Regions from separate parts of the Mus musculus genome. Here region 2 is linked to region 1. A link is a contact called in public HiChIP or PLAC-seq data. All regions are on one chromosome and are shown on one strand. The core of a region is the stretch at or near the end of the contact, and the rest is flanking DNA. Distances in the headings are between cores, read along the strand shown.

Region 1 (7,131 bases), core at 1,491-3,990:
TGATCACAGCCTGAGCCTTTGAAGCCAGCTCTTTGGAGAACTTACAAACCTCAGGGGACAACTCTGGAAGTCCACACACAGCCCTGGAGAAGGAGAAAGGGTTTAGCCTGAATGGGCACCCTGGGGACTCCGACGAACCAATGGGTAGCTTCAGGAACCGTAGGCAAAAAGACCTCTTCCTTTGGTGGTGACCTTCCTGTGTCTTCGATGAGGCCTGGTGAGATGGCACTCCAGGCCCAGTCTTGTGCGGCACTCGGCACCCACAAAAAAACGGGCGTCTTCTGGGACGCTTGCTCTTTCATTTATCATCAAATGGAATTTAAAAAAGGCAAACTTTCTAAGCTAGAAAAAAATGAAATGAAATCATTTTCCACTTTGTATATATTGCTGCTAATAAAACAGTTGTAAAAGATGTTGCCTGGATGTGGGTTTTGTTCCAAAGCTCCGCGATGACACCAGGGACTGTTTCTGGTTTCTGGAGATCGGGATGAGGTAGCAAGTGCTGATACTTCAGATGGAGATGCAAGACCTCTCTGCAGTGGCCCTGGTCACCTTTAGAACAAGACCTGTCTGGGGAACTGCTACAAAAGGAGTGAGCAAAGTTAGCTAGCGGGGTCAGTGGGAGGCTCCAGACCTGATGACCTGAGTATGATCCTAGGACCCAGAAGGTAGGAGAAAGTTGGCTGTAGCTACTATCCTCTGACCTCCTGGTACATGTTATGTGCATAGACATAAACAAGCACACAAAGAAGGTAAATATAATCTTAAAGCTTTATTATTATTATTATTATTACTATTATTATTATTATTAAATAGACCAAAAAACAGGCTACAGGGTTTTTTCCTTCTGGTAATAACGCATTTGAGTTCTATATAATTTTCAACTGTGTTTTTCAAAAGAAGATGCCATCATTTCTAAGGAGGAGGAAGAAGAAGGAGGAGGAGGAGGAGGACTAAGAAGAAAGAGGAGGGAAGGGGGAGGAAGAGGCAGGAAGGGACATGCTCCTGTAATCAGGAGACAGAGGCAGGACTATAATTCAAGTCTGTCTTGGGCTACACGGTAAGACTGTGTCGCAAAAAGAAAAATAGCCTCCAAAGATTTCAATTCCAAAGTTTTCAATTTATATATCTTAATCTAATAGACCCTCTCAGTAAACATGAATAGAGAAATGTATTTGTAGCTACATCAGCAATTTGTGTGTCTTTGTTGTTTCTTTGTTGAGACAGAGTCTCAGCCATGAGCCATAGTAGCACAGCCCCAGGCTGCTCATGGTGCTTGATTTCGTTCACAACAATATTGTTACATTTTCCCAATCTGCCTCACACTGGGCTTGCTTCCCGAACACCTGCTGGTCAGCAGTCTCTAGCTTTAGCTTGGAGTGGTGGGGCAGACAGCAGTCTGGAGAGTAGCAGATCTCCTGAAGGGAAGGCACACTGGAGACTACTTCAGTCCCAACTCCCTTCCTCTCTACCTTAATCCCAGTCAGATTACCTTGGAGAACCGCAGTCCCCACGTGGAAGCAACATCAGGATGACAGAAATAAGAATTCAATGGGCAGGAGAGGAAGCCTGGGTCTCAGAAGACACTGCATTCCTCCACCCAAACAGCAAAAGATCCAATGGAGGCGGTAGCATGCAGATTCTGCAGCTAGAGGGCTGCCCTAGGGGATCCTGAGCACGAGAGTGTAGAAATGCCATTTTCAAAATTTCTACCAGCCTTTCAGGTTTTTTTCCCCTATAAATTTTCATCCAAAGTCTCTCACATTTCTCTGAAACATGTATCTGTATGCATGTTTCTGTGAACACCTTGAGGCCAGAGGTTCCTTAGTTAGGGTTTTACTGCTGTCGAGAGATACCAATGACCAAGACAACTCCTCTACGTAAAAAATTTAACTGGGGCTGGCTTACAGGTTCAGAGGTTCAGTCCATTATCATCGTGGTGGGAGGCATGGCAACATCCAGGCAGACATGGCGTTGGAGGAGGTGAGAGTTCTACTTCTTGATCTGAAGGCAGCTGGGAAGGAAGCTCCAATTCCACACTGGGTGGAGCTTGAGCATAGGAGACCTCAAAGCCCACCCCTACAGTGACACACTTCCTCCAACAAGGCCACAGCTACTCTAACAAGGCCACACCTCCTAAGAGTGTCACTCCCTGAGGCAAGCATTCAAACACATGAGACTACGGGGCCCAAACCCATTCAAACCACCATAGAAGGTAACACCAAATATCCTCAGAGCATCAGTTCACTCTTTTGAGACAGGTCTCTCACTGGTCTGGAGTTCACCAAGCCCGAGGGGTCCTCTTGTTTCTGCCTCAAAGTGCTAAGTATCTTTTGAGTAGCCCACACAAGTATAAAACTCACAGCAATCCTCCTGCCTCAGTATCCTAAGTGCTGGAGTGACAGGTGAGCCTCTGCACATGGGGCTCAAACTAAGCCACTGTAGCATCCCTGCAAAGAGATCTATAAGCCTGGGAAGGAAGAAACATTTTGCCCCAGAGCCAAAGGTCCCAGTGGGAAGGAGAACGGAGAACCTACGTAGCCTCACCATTTAAACATTCAAACCAGGAGTCACAGACTGTCCCTACACAGACAAGTGCAAGCAGGCATGTCAGCAAATCTCATTTCATGGCTTGTCGAGAGCTGTCATGCATGTGAGGCCAGGCCAAGCCATGGGTGTAGCTTAGCAACAGCAGCCTGTGCTATCAACTGCAGGCTCTCCCACCAGCTGAGGCCAGAGGAGCTTTGGTGTGCAGAGGATTCTGCAGGCGAGCCTAAGGAGAGGATGGCCCAGCAGGAAGGGAGTGGCCAGGCTAAGGTTCAGCCCAGGCTCATTGTCCTGCCGCTCTGGATACTCAAGGATAACCTGCCATGGGACCACCTCTCACAGGCCTCCTTGTGCAGAATTGTAGCCATAGAGCACAGAGGGTAATGGTTGTACTTGATGTGAATGTGTGATTGCTGAAGCCAGCCTGGGCTATGTGTGACCCAGAAGAGGGGAGAAAACGAACCTCTGAATGTGGGAGGTGAAAAAAAAAAGGCAGCATGGGCTCAAGAGCGAGCAAGAGAGAGGGGGGGAATGCTCCTCCCCACCACTCCATACTTGAAAATAGGTCACATGTGACCTAGAATTAACAACAATCCAAGCACCTGGGAGGGCACACCTGTGATGGCACACCTGGGAGAGCACACCTGTGTGGAACACCTGGGAGAGCACACCTGGGAGGCTACACCTGGGAGGGCACACGGGGGAGGGGTTTCAATGATTGGATGATTTGAAGTGGAAAGACCCACCCTAAATCTAGATCATCTGAGGAAAAGCATGTGCATGAGTATGTGCAAGTGTGTGTGTGTGTGTGTGTGTGTGTGTGTGTATGCATGTTTGTGCCTGTATGTATGTGTGTGCAAGTTTTTGAGGATGTGTGAGTGTGTGTGTTCACGTGTGTGTGCATGTGTGTATGTGTGTGAGTGTGTGTGCATGGGTGTATGTGTGTGAGTGTGTGTGTGTGCATGTATGCATGTATGTGTGCATATATGAAGGTGTGTGTGCAAGTGTGTATGTGTATGTACGCATGTGTGTATTCCAACAGTTCTGTTCCCCTAGAAAACCCTTACTTATACATCATTCATCTCTACACTTTTCCTGCAGGGAGCTGGCTGTTTTCTCTGGATAATGACATCTGATGAAATGGGCTCTATCCAATGAGCAGAATTCTGTCTGGAGAAATGCAGGCTGCCTTTCACTCTTGGCAGAGAAAGAGAAACCAAGGTCATTGCTATCTCTCCCTTGCTCATGAAGCATGCCCAGATTATAGAATGAATGAATGAAAAAAAAATACACACACACACACACACACACACACACACACATATATATATAGAGAGAGAGAGGGAGGGAGAGAGAGAGGGAGAGAGAGAGGACAGCAGAGAGAGACAGAGACACAGAAAGACAGAGAGAGACAGACAAAGACAGAAATAAAGATACAGCTACAGGCACAGATACAGATGATAGATAAAGATTTGCATGATTACCATGATCTCCTGGCTCCTGAAATGTTTTACTCAGAGACTCACTTCTAGTACTACAAAGATGTTTAAAGCACTTAACTTCTAGACCTGTCTCAAAAAAAGGGGAGGGGTGTAGCTCAGTCTAGAGGGAGTGACTATACTCAGTCCATGGGAAAATCTGACTTCTACTGAGATTTTGCAAGGGGGATGAGTGGGAAGCAAAGCGCCAGGCCCACTACAGGGAAACCCCTTTCAAATCCTCTGTCTGCTTCTGCCCTAGTCACGTAGTCCCTAAGATTTCTTCCAGGCTCTGCTCTTCCCAAACTTGGGCAACTCTCAGACCCAGGGCGCTGCCCCTCTCATCAGCCTGTCTGAACACCCCCCCCCCCCGCAAAAGAAAACAACCAAAAACCACAAGATACACAGTGTTTTTTTTTTTTTAATAAGCAAAAAGCACATAAATCAAAAGGCATGTGTGCCTTTAACTCTGCGCTGCCCAGCCATGGTTCTGAAGTCCCTGGATACTGTGTAGTCAGCGATATGCATCATGTCTCAACCTGAGCGAATGGGGGAAAACGGAATTTGAATCCTACTAATACTGAAAACAATGTTACTATTGGAAATTAAAACCATTGTGAGACCACATGCCTCAGCTCACTGGCATGTCTATCACCAAAAAAAAAAAAAAAAAAAAAAAAAAAAAAACTATAACGAATGTCAGAAAGGAATCAGAGAGAAAGGAACCCTATTCACTGTGGGTGGGAATGTGAATTAATAAAGACATTTTGGAATTCACTCGGGGTTAATAAAAAAATAAAAATAGAATTATGACATGACCCAGCTACCACTCCTGGGTGTATGTATACCCAGAGAACTCTATACCCTTCGCAGAGATATTTGAATGCCATATTTATTGCTGCTCACTAAAACAAAGAAGTAGAATCAACCAAGTTGTCACCAAGTGGATGGATAATGAAATTTTGGTGTATAGGCACAGACTGGAATAGTAGTCAGCTCTAAAAAAATGAAATCTCAAAATCTGCAGGAAAAAAAATGGTTTGGCTTAGAATATTTATTGTTAAGTGAGGTCACATAATAGCAGAAAGAGATAAACCACTCACCTGTGGAATCTAGAAATAACATATGTATCTATGCAAACCAATGTACACGTAGGTACAGTATACCATGAAGACAAAACACAGCTGGACAGTGGTGGTGGCACACACCTGGGACCCCAGCACTTGGGAGGCAGAGGCAGGCAGATCTCTGAGTTTGAGGCCAGCCTGCTCAATAACAGGTAGAGTGAGTTCCAGGCCAGCCAGGACTACATGGAGAAACACTGTCTTGAAACCCCCCTTCCCCCAAAGAAAGAAAGGCTGAATATTTGGGGAGGGGGAAGGGGAGAACAGGCTGAACACAGGCAACGAACAAGACTCATGAGAGGAGATGCGGGGATGATTGTTTTTCTAGTTCTATATGCATTGTGAGTTTTTCATTTTTGTGGTGACTTTTTCTATAGTTGTTCTATATTCTCGTTCTATAGTGAGAGCATAAAATCTCCAGTGTCTGCCCCAAATGCAAATTCTAACAGGATAGGGCTTTATGGAATTGCATGGTCTTTACATCTAGTTAATATCAGTGTGTGGTTGCTTTTATTTGCAACTTTTTTCCATTAATTTATTTATTTGTTCGCCTTACATTCTGGTCGCTGCCTTCCCGTCCTCCTGTATTTACAACTTTTTAATAACAAAGTTTAATATGAACTTCAACTTTAGCTGGCTGTGACGTTAGGGGTGGGTTTGTAATTATAGTTACACATTTATTTAGTCAGTGTGTGTGTGTGTTTGTGTATGTCAGGGTGTGTGTCTGTGTGTGTGTCAGTGTGTCTATCTGTATGTATATCTCTGTGTGTCTGTGTCTGTAGCTGTATGTGTGTCTATGTCTGTTTGTCTGTGTGTATCTCTGTGTATCTGTGTCTATGTGTGTGTGTGTCTGTGTATCCATGTCTGTGTCTCTATGTGTGTGTGTGTGTGTGAGAGAGAGAGAGAGAGAGAGAGAGAGAGAGAGAAGGTCATAGGACAATTTGCAACAGTTTGTTCTTGCCTCACACTTGACAGGTTCCAGAACTGAACTCCAGTCCTAGGACTTGGCAGCAGGCATCTTTGCTCACTGAGCCAGCTGACTCACTAGTCCTGCAGCAGGCCCTATGGCCTTCTTGAGATCCACTCACTGCTCTGCAACCTATGGACACCTTTCTGGTGCATATGAACACCTCTTAAGAGGATCAAGCCTATTGTCTCAGTTAAGGTTTTACTGCTGTGAACAGATACCATGACCAAGGCAACTCTTATAAGGATGACATTTAATTGGGGCTGGTGTACAGGTTCAGAAGTTCAGTCCATTATCATCAAGGCAGGAACATGACAGCATCCAGGCAGGCACTGTGCAGGAGGAGCTGAGAGTTCTACATCTTCATCTGAAGGCTGCTAGAAGACTGATTTCCAGGCAGCTAGGATGAAAGTCTTAAAGCCCACGCCCACAGTGACACACCTACTCCAACAAGGCCACACCCACTCCAACAAGACCACGCCTTCTTCAACAAGGCCACACCTACTCCAACAGGGCCGTCAGCCCTGTGTGTGAGTCCAGGTGTTTTTTCCTATGCTTTATTATGTGTGAAATAGATAGGCATTCTAAATGTCACATTCTGGCCAAGTTGGGTGGTACAAGCCTGCAATACCAGCTCCTGGGAAGCTGAGGCTGGGGGATCGCAAGTCTGGGCCAACCTGAACTGTGTAGTAAGTATGAAAAAAAAAAAAGCCATGTGGTGACTGCAATGAGTTTTCAATGCAGGACCAGTCCGGAAGGCAGGAAGTACCCTTTCTTAGTGCCCAGATCCGACATCTTTTCCTGCCATATCTGTGATACACTGCTGCGTGCCCTTTGATGTCTGCCCTTCCCTCACCGTGCCTTTTGCTCACTCTCATGTAACTAGAAAGAAGTAGGGAGTGCCGCCGTGCCCTGTCTCTGTAGCTGATGTGGGTTCTTTGAGGGTGATGGAGTCTTAGCTCTCTCAGTAGGTTTACCTGGGGGTAATCAACAGCCCCCAGAAACACCTCAAGCC
Region 2 (7,131 bases), core at 1,321-3,820, 430 kb before region 1:
TGTCATATCCTCCCAGGGTCCCTCTGAGCAGCACATGCTAACACAACCACCATCTCTCTGTGCCCACACTAGTCTCTCCCTGCAGCGTGCACCACCTGAGATTATCTCACCGACTGTCTGTCTGCTTGCTTCTTTCTCAACCCCTTGCCTGGACTGTAAGCTGCAAGAGGGTCATCATTTGACGTGTGTGACTTGCTCTCACGTCAAAGGTTCTCAGTAAACATGGGCTGAGCATACGGGTGGCTGGTTGGATATGTGGCTGGGTAATTGGGGAAGTGGCTGTGTGGGTGAATGGGCAGGAAGGGGTCGAAAGGTAATGGGCATGCACATAAATAAATACATGGGTATGCACATAGATACATACATGGATGTGCACATAAATATATACATGGGTATGCACATAAATACATACATGGACATGCACATAAACACACAGGTGTGTACATAAATATATACATGGGCATGCACATAAGTAAACATGGACATACATATAAATAAATACATGGACATGCACATAAACAGACACATGGTGTGTACATAAATACATACATGGGCATGCACATAAGTAAATACATGGTTTGCATATAAATGTATACATGGACATGCACATAAGTAAATGCATGGGGGTGCACATAAATACATACATAGGTGGATATATCCCAAGTCTACCCTATCTCCATTTAATGTGTTTCTCTATGTTATCTTTAATGGCTTTAAAAAAAAAAAAGCAAAATGGGTGTGAAGAGGGGAGACTCCCTGAGGTGATCTCGGGCATGCAGCTACCCTGTGTCTGGCATCTCACCCCTCATCTCTTCCCCATCCTCTGTGCAGTGGGCCGGAAGCAGTTCATGCGGTTTGAGTGGGCCAACCACGCTGCTGAAGCCCTGGGCTGTGACTATGAGGAACTGAACACCGCCACCTTCAAGCACCACCTACGGCAGATTATCGAGCAGATGACGTCAGGGCCGCAGCGCCAGGGCCTACAGGACAATGAGGCCTGCTCAGGTATCGAGTCCTCAAGGCTACATTATGGGGGGCTGGATCTTGCAGTGGCTGCACTAGTAGCTGCACCTCATGCTTTCCCATGTTTTCTTATGTTCAGCAAGACTCCCTTTGAGTGTTCTGTGCACATGTGCAGGAAATCATTCCGCCCTGTCTGGTGTTTATGGTCAAATGGTTCACTCTGGTCAGGAACCAAGGAGGCCACTGAGCCCTGGGAGGATCCTCCACGCGGGGAGATGGGGCACTCAGGCAGCACCCAGGGCTTTGTGTTTGTGAGATTTTGACAGGCAGGGGAGGCAGACCTACCTGTGTGAGGGATGAGAGCAAGGCTGGTGTGCTGAGGACTGAGAGGGAGGTGGGGAGAAGATGGAGGGCACACAGAGAAGCTGAAGAGTGGCTTAAAGGGGCTGGGTGTGGCTTGCTTAGCTCACTGGGAGTGTCAAAAGCTGAGCAGCGACTAGGAGGAGAAGCTGAGAACCTGTAGAGATCACAGGCAAGGGCTGGGGCATGACTCAGTGGGGAGAGCTCCTGCCATGCAAGCATGGGAACCTGAGTTCGAATCCTTAGAACCCTCCTGAAAAATGGGCAGAGCAGTGCGGCCAGCACTGAGGAGGCAGGGGCTCACCTGGGAGCCACGGTGTGAGTTCTGGGCTCAGGGAGAGGCCTGTGTCAAAAAGTGAGGCACAAAGTGATGGAGTGAGGTGCCAGTGTCACCCTCTGGCATGCAAATACACACACACATACAAATATGCATATACACACAAACATGCACATATACACATGTACATACATATACACACATATGCACATACAAACAAATGTGCACATATACATGTATACACACAAACATGCAATACACACATGCACACACATGCTCATACACACAAACATGCAAACACATAAGTGTACAAATATACACATGCATACATGCATCTACATGTACTCACACACATGCACATAAACATGTTTATACACACATGTATACATACTCACTCACAAACACACACATACACACATCTATTTGCACTCACACACATGCACATACACACATGCACACACTCATACATAAATATTCACATACACACAAACATGCACATACACATGTACACACATGCACATACACAAAAACATACACACACATGTATGCACACATGTACACACACACACTCTTGTGCACACATACCTGTATGTGTGCATGTATGTACACACCTATATAAACATGTAACCTCCAACACATACAGACACATGCACGCAATACTCTCACATATTTGTATATGCAGGCACACACTTACATGAACATGTAACACTACCCCATCACACAGACATACACAGCCACTAGATGAGAGGCGACACACTGGACCAGAAACATGGCAGTGGGAGTGGGATGGGGTGGCAAATGCTGGGTCTAGGGTAGACACTGAGGTGACACAGAAATCCCAAGGGGCATCTTGGATTGGGCATAAGCAGCTGGTGAGAGGTCTGTACTCACCAGAGCGAGTCTGCTGGGCCCTGAGGCTGTGCCTGCAGAATATGGAGGCAATCAGAGCCCTAGGACCCAGGGAAGCCTGCAAACTCTCTGTAAGCAGTCCTTTGTCAGACACCAGGGATTGTGATGATAATAGGGGTCTGTTTGACCTAGCTCTAGGGTACAAACTTCTTGACCCTGGGGGGTCCCTGGAGCAGTCTACCGTCCGCTAAGATGGATGCCTCTTCTGTTTCATGAATACAAACATACATGTGTGCATAAATACATATATGGATATGTATATAAATATATACATGGGCATGCACATAAATACACAGGCATGCACATGAATATATACATGGATGTGTACATAAATATATGCATGGGCATGCACATAAATACATACACAGGTGTGTACATAAATACATGGGCATGCACATAAATGCATACATGGATACTGTGCTCTGCTGTCTCCTCTCATTTGTAGCATACCACACACATGAACTGCATGTTTGTGTATGCACACACACACACAGATGCTTGCCTATAGCACGAGTGGAAAAGACAGGTGCAAAGTACACACTCAAGACAGACAGACAAGCAACACTTCTTGAGTCTGAGTTGGTCTGTCCAGCAAAGGTCTCAGAGACAGACATTAAGCAGACAGGGGACTTGTGTGCCTCAGATCAATACTCTGAGGCCGTGGGTTGCCTAGCAACAGCCCAGGGTGGGGATGGAGATAAAGGAGGGATAGGGAAGGCTTGAGAGCAGCAGTGGGCAGGCTGTCAAGAATGTGCAAGCAGAAGTATTTGTCTTGAGGGGCAATGGATTCTAATTCTGTGAAGGGAACTGGATGGGAGGTCAAGAGCTGTGATTGGCTGCTCTCTGCTGCACAGCCTCATCAAGACCAGCTGCTTTAGTGAAACGTGTTTGTGACCCTGTGCTCAGTCACATCTGAGGCCTGCTAGGCTTTCCAGTCCTCTAGCACTGGGGAGGAGCCCTCTGCTGCTGTCTGCTACTGTTCTGTGCCTGACTTGAGCCTCTGCATGGATGGAGTCCCGGTTTCTGGCCATTCGCTCTGCCTGGATGGCCGAGTTATCACAACAAAGTGATTCTGGCCAATTTAAACAATCAGAGGACATTGTGAAGCCAGGCTGCTCTGTTTCTCAGAATCTCTCATCTGAGTAAAATCTTAGGAGTGAAGCGATGGAGTCTAAGGATGAACCTGTGCCTGCTTGTAGAGAAAAAAGACAAATGAACTCGCTTCCATGCTGTGCCCCATACTCAGATGGTTCCTTACTTCAGGGCACACCCAGCCTCTTAATGGAGACATAGATTAAAATAATATGGAACATGGATGTTTGTACCTTGACCTTAAACTATGGGCACATTATTTGAGCGCAGAGTGAGTGTCTCTTTACTCTGGTGACCCTGGCTACTTGGTATCGATGCCCTTGGCCTCAGGAGAGGTCATGACCTCCATTTACTAATCCCTTTCTGTCTCCCCATGCCAGGGCTGAAGATGACAGGTGTGGAGTGTGTAGAGGGGATGGCCTCTGGCCTGTACCAAGAACTCTTCGTGGCTGTGGTCTCCCTCATCAACAGGTAACAGTGTTCTTGTCTGGCTGAGGCCATGTCTCTTGCAGCGCTTAGTGAGAACAAACCAGGGCCATCTTGCAGAGTGGCATATTTTGAATAGAGGAAGGGCTTTTAAGGTGGGGAGAGCTGAGCTTAAATCCCATCCTGGCTGTGTGACTTCACCAAGTCCATTTACCTCTCTGGCTCCCACAACTCTAAAGCCTCCATGTCCTCGGGAGATTAGAAGAAGCAAGCAATTCATTGAAATAAGTTTTTCGCTGTGAAAATACCAACAGCAGCGACTGAGAGTACAGCTCAGTGGGCAAAGTTCTCCCCACTAAAGCCAAAGAGACAAAGTTCAGAGCTCACCACTCACCTGAAAGGGCCAGGCATGGAGGCACACATCTGTAATACCAGCGCTGGGGTTGGGGGTGGGGGTGAAGGCAGGCAGATCATTTGGTGAGCTAAAGCACTGAGCTACAGGTTCATCGAGTGAGGAAACTCTGCTTCAAAAAACAGGGGGAAGAGAAATGGCAGATGACACGTGACAAGGACCTCTGGCTTCTATATGTACATACAAACACGTACACACATTATGGACACACACATCATGTGCACACACATGTTCACACCCCTCACACATGTGCACACACATGCATGCACATGTGCACAGCCCCATATATGTACATACATGTATACACATGTTCACACCCCTCACACAATGCACACATGCACACACATGTTCACACCCCATGTACATATGCACACAAGCACACACATGTTCACATCCCATGCATATACACACATGCACACACATGTTCATCCCCTACACACACACACCAATAAAAAGTTACAGATTTAGGGACAGCTGCTAAGGTCTGGGGATGGCCACAAAGATTCGACCTGCTTTGTGGTGTTTACTGCTCACAGTAGCCCACTGTGCAGGTGAGACAGGGAGGTGTAAGGGTGGGAGGAGTCATCTAGCAAGATGCTACCATCCATTGCTGTCTTCCAGAAGCCTTTGTCATTGATTTCTCTAGCTTCTCCTGCTGAGTGTCGGGATAAGAAGGGCAGAATGGTAGGGTAGCCGGTGGGTGGCAGTCCAGGTTTGCCCTGAGCCCTGCCTCCTCAGAAACCCACTGAGCAGCTCCAGTTTGGCCTGTGGGGAACACGGGGAGGGGGTCCCCCTCTCTGCAAGAGCTCACAGCATAATTAGGATTCTGAATCCTGTTAAGGGATGAACTGCTGCGTAGCAACCATGAGCAGCCAGGATCTCCAGTCACCGAGGTCTTGGAATCATCTCCCTCTATCTCTGAGTAATTACCATCCATCGGAGGCACAGACACCTTATCTAGAAGGCAAAGGATCAGTGTGCTTAGAGGAAGGGAGGGCTATGCTCAGAGCTAGGGGGTGAACTGAGGCAGAGAGGCTGCCTCTCCTGGATGGCAGGCAGGCATTTCCACAATAGGAGACTTTGATGAGGAAGAAGGTCACCAGGGTGGTTATGGGCTCTAGCAAGTGCCTGCCTCTCCAACCTCACCTTCTTCTCACAGTGGTCTCCATGGCAGCTGTCCCACTTGACCCCACTTTATAGATAGAAAAATCTTCACAAACAGAAGTAAGAACTGACGTTCAAAGCATGCTCTCTAGATCTGACTGCAGACGTTGCCTGTGGTGATGAGTGTTGAGGACTTGGCTAAGCACCAATCACAGGGCAAGCTGCGTAGTCACAGCATTGGGCATGCTGTAACGTCCATTCTCCCAGCCCAGAAGCCTTTGGGATTAAAGTTTCTACCTTTAATCATCTCACAGCTGGGCATCAGAGAGGTCAGACCGATCCCCAGAGACACACAGCCCCTCTGTTGCAGAGCGGGATGGCGGCACACTAGGGACCGCTTCAGAACTTTTCTATCCCATCTTGTCTTTTGATAAGAGTAGCCGAGGCTGTTCACCCTTGACAGAGGCATTGGAAACATCCGAGGAGGTGAAAGCTTTAAGGAAAGAAAACTCTATAAAACATACACAAAATGGTTTCTCAACTGCGGTGTGCCCTGGGGAAGGAGAGGGACGTTATCAGGTGGCTTTTGACTTGGAGGCTGATGGAAAAGTCATGTTTGCTGAAAGCCTCGCATCAGGGCTGGCATTGACACTTAAACCCGGTTTCCTTTACTGCAGCAGGGGACTAGCTCACCCCTGTCACCATTTAACAGCTGGGGAAAGCCATGCTCAAAGAGGTTAAGTTACTTGTCTGGGGTGGGCGTCAGTGGGTCACACAACCTGTGAATGATGAGCTTAAGATTTGAAGCCAGATCTCCAAATCCCCTTAGAATGCTACCCCAGTTTCTCCATCTCTGCTATGGGGAAGGCTTGACCTAGCAGACTCCATGTTAGCTCAGAACCCCTCTCTTCTCTCCCCAGATCCTTCTCCTCCCACCATCTGTCTATGGCTTCTATCATGGTGGTTGACACTCCAGGCTTTCAAAATCCTAGGCACCAGGGCAAGGACCGGGCGGCCACTTTCGAGGAGCTCTGTTACAATTATGCCCAGGAACGTCTCCAGCTGCTGTTCTACCACAGGACCTTTGTCTCTACTCTGGAGAGATACAAAGAGGTGTGTGTTAGCTGGGCTGGGGCCTCCCAGGCCTATGACCAGGGGCGAGGCCAAACAGGTGGGGTTGCGATCTATACGAGGTGGCCTGAGTCACCTATAGAGCCCCTTGCTCCAGCTCTGGCTTCCTCTATCTCTGAGTTGGTGCAGAAACCCCCTCAGGAGCTGCTGCTGTGTACAGATACAAGGCTGAGTGCTCTCTCTGGAGGACAGCAGCCATTGCTAACAGAGTAACAGGTATATGCTCTGAGCTATGCCCCATAAACCATTTACATGTAAGCCACCCCAGGGCCCACTTGCCTCAGAAAGGCCCCTTTCTTTATATTCCCATGCTGGCCGTCTGACGGGAGACACTCAAACCATCAGCACAGAGAAATACACAAGCCCCAGTAGACAACAAAGAGAGATGACCACCTTGTGTGTCCACCACCTGGGTGACAACAAGGTCGGGACCACAAGCGAGTGCCAGGGGCAGGTG

What was found. HiChIP or PLAC-seq counts read pairs in DNA pulled down with a chosen protein or histone mark.
Region 2: an H3K4me3 HiChIP or PLAC-seq map of embryonic basal ganglia shows a contact between it and region 1, with 3 times the contacts expected there. The contact joins two enhancer-like sites. A contact is called at or near these places in 3 of 115 datasets of contacts at active chromatin or transcription factors (craniofacial prominence, embryonic basal ganglia and embryonic midbrain).

The regions. Positions count from the first base shown.
Region 1 is chr5:112,412,435-112,419,565 of GRCm38.p6, reverse strand. Sez6l (seizure related 6 homolog like) reads left to right here. Exons shown (of 17, transcript NM_001253916.1): 17 at 1-415. Among named protein-coding and RNA genes, the nearest start is that of Asphd2, 21 kb to the right of the region's middle. Within about 2 kb of position 2,740, at least 11 of the 459 cell types and tissues checked have an H3K27ac peak or open chromatin away from gene starts, as enhancers often do.
Region 2 is chr5:112,840,145-112,847,275 of GRCm38.p6, reverse strand. It overlaps Myo18b (myosin XVIIIb), which reads left to right. Exons shown (of 44, transcript NM_028901.2): 13 at 832-1,005; 14 at 3,982-4,072; 15 at 6,464-6,656. Among named protein-coding and RNA genes, the nearest start is that of 1700095B10Rik, 50 kb to the right of the region's middle. Within about 2 kb of position 2,570, at least 13 of the 459 cell types and tissues checked have an H3K27ac peak or open chromatin away from gene starts, as enhancers often do.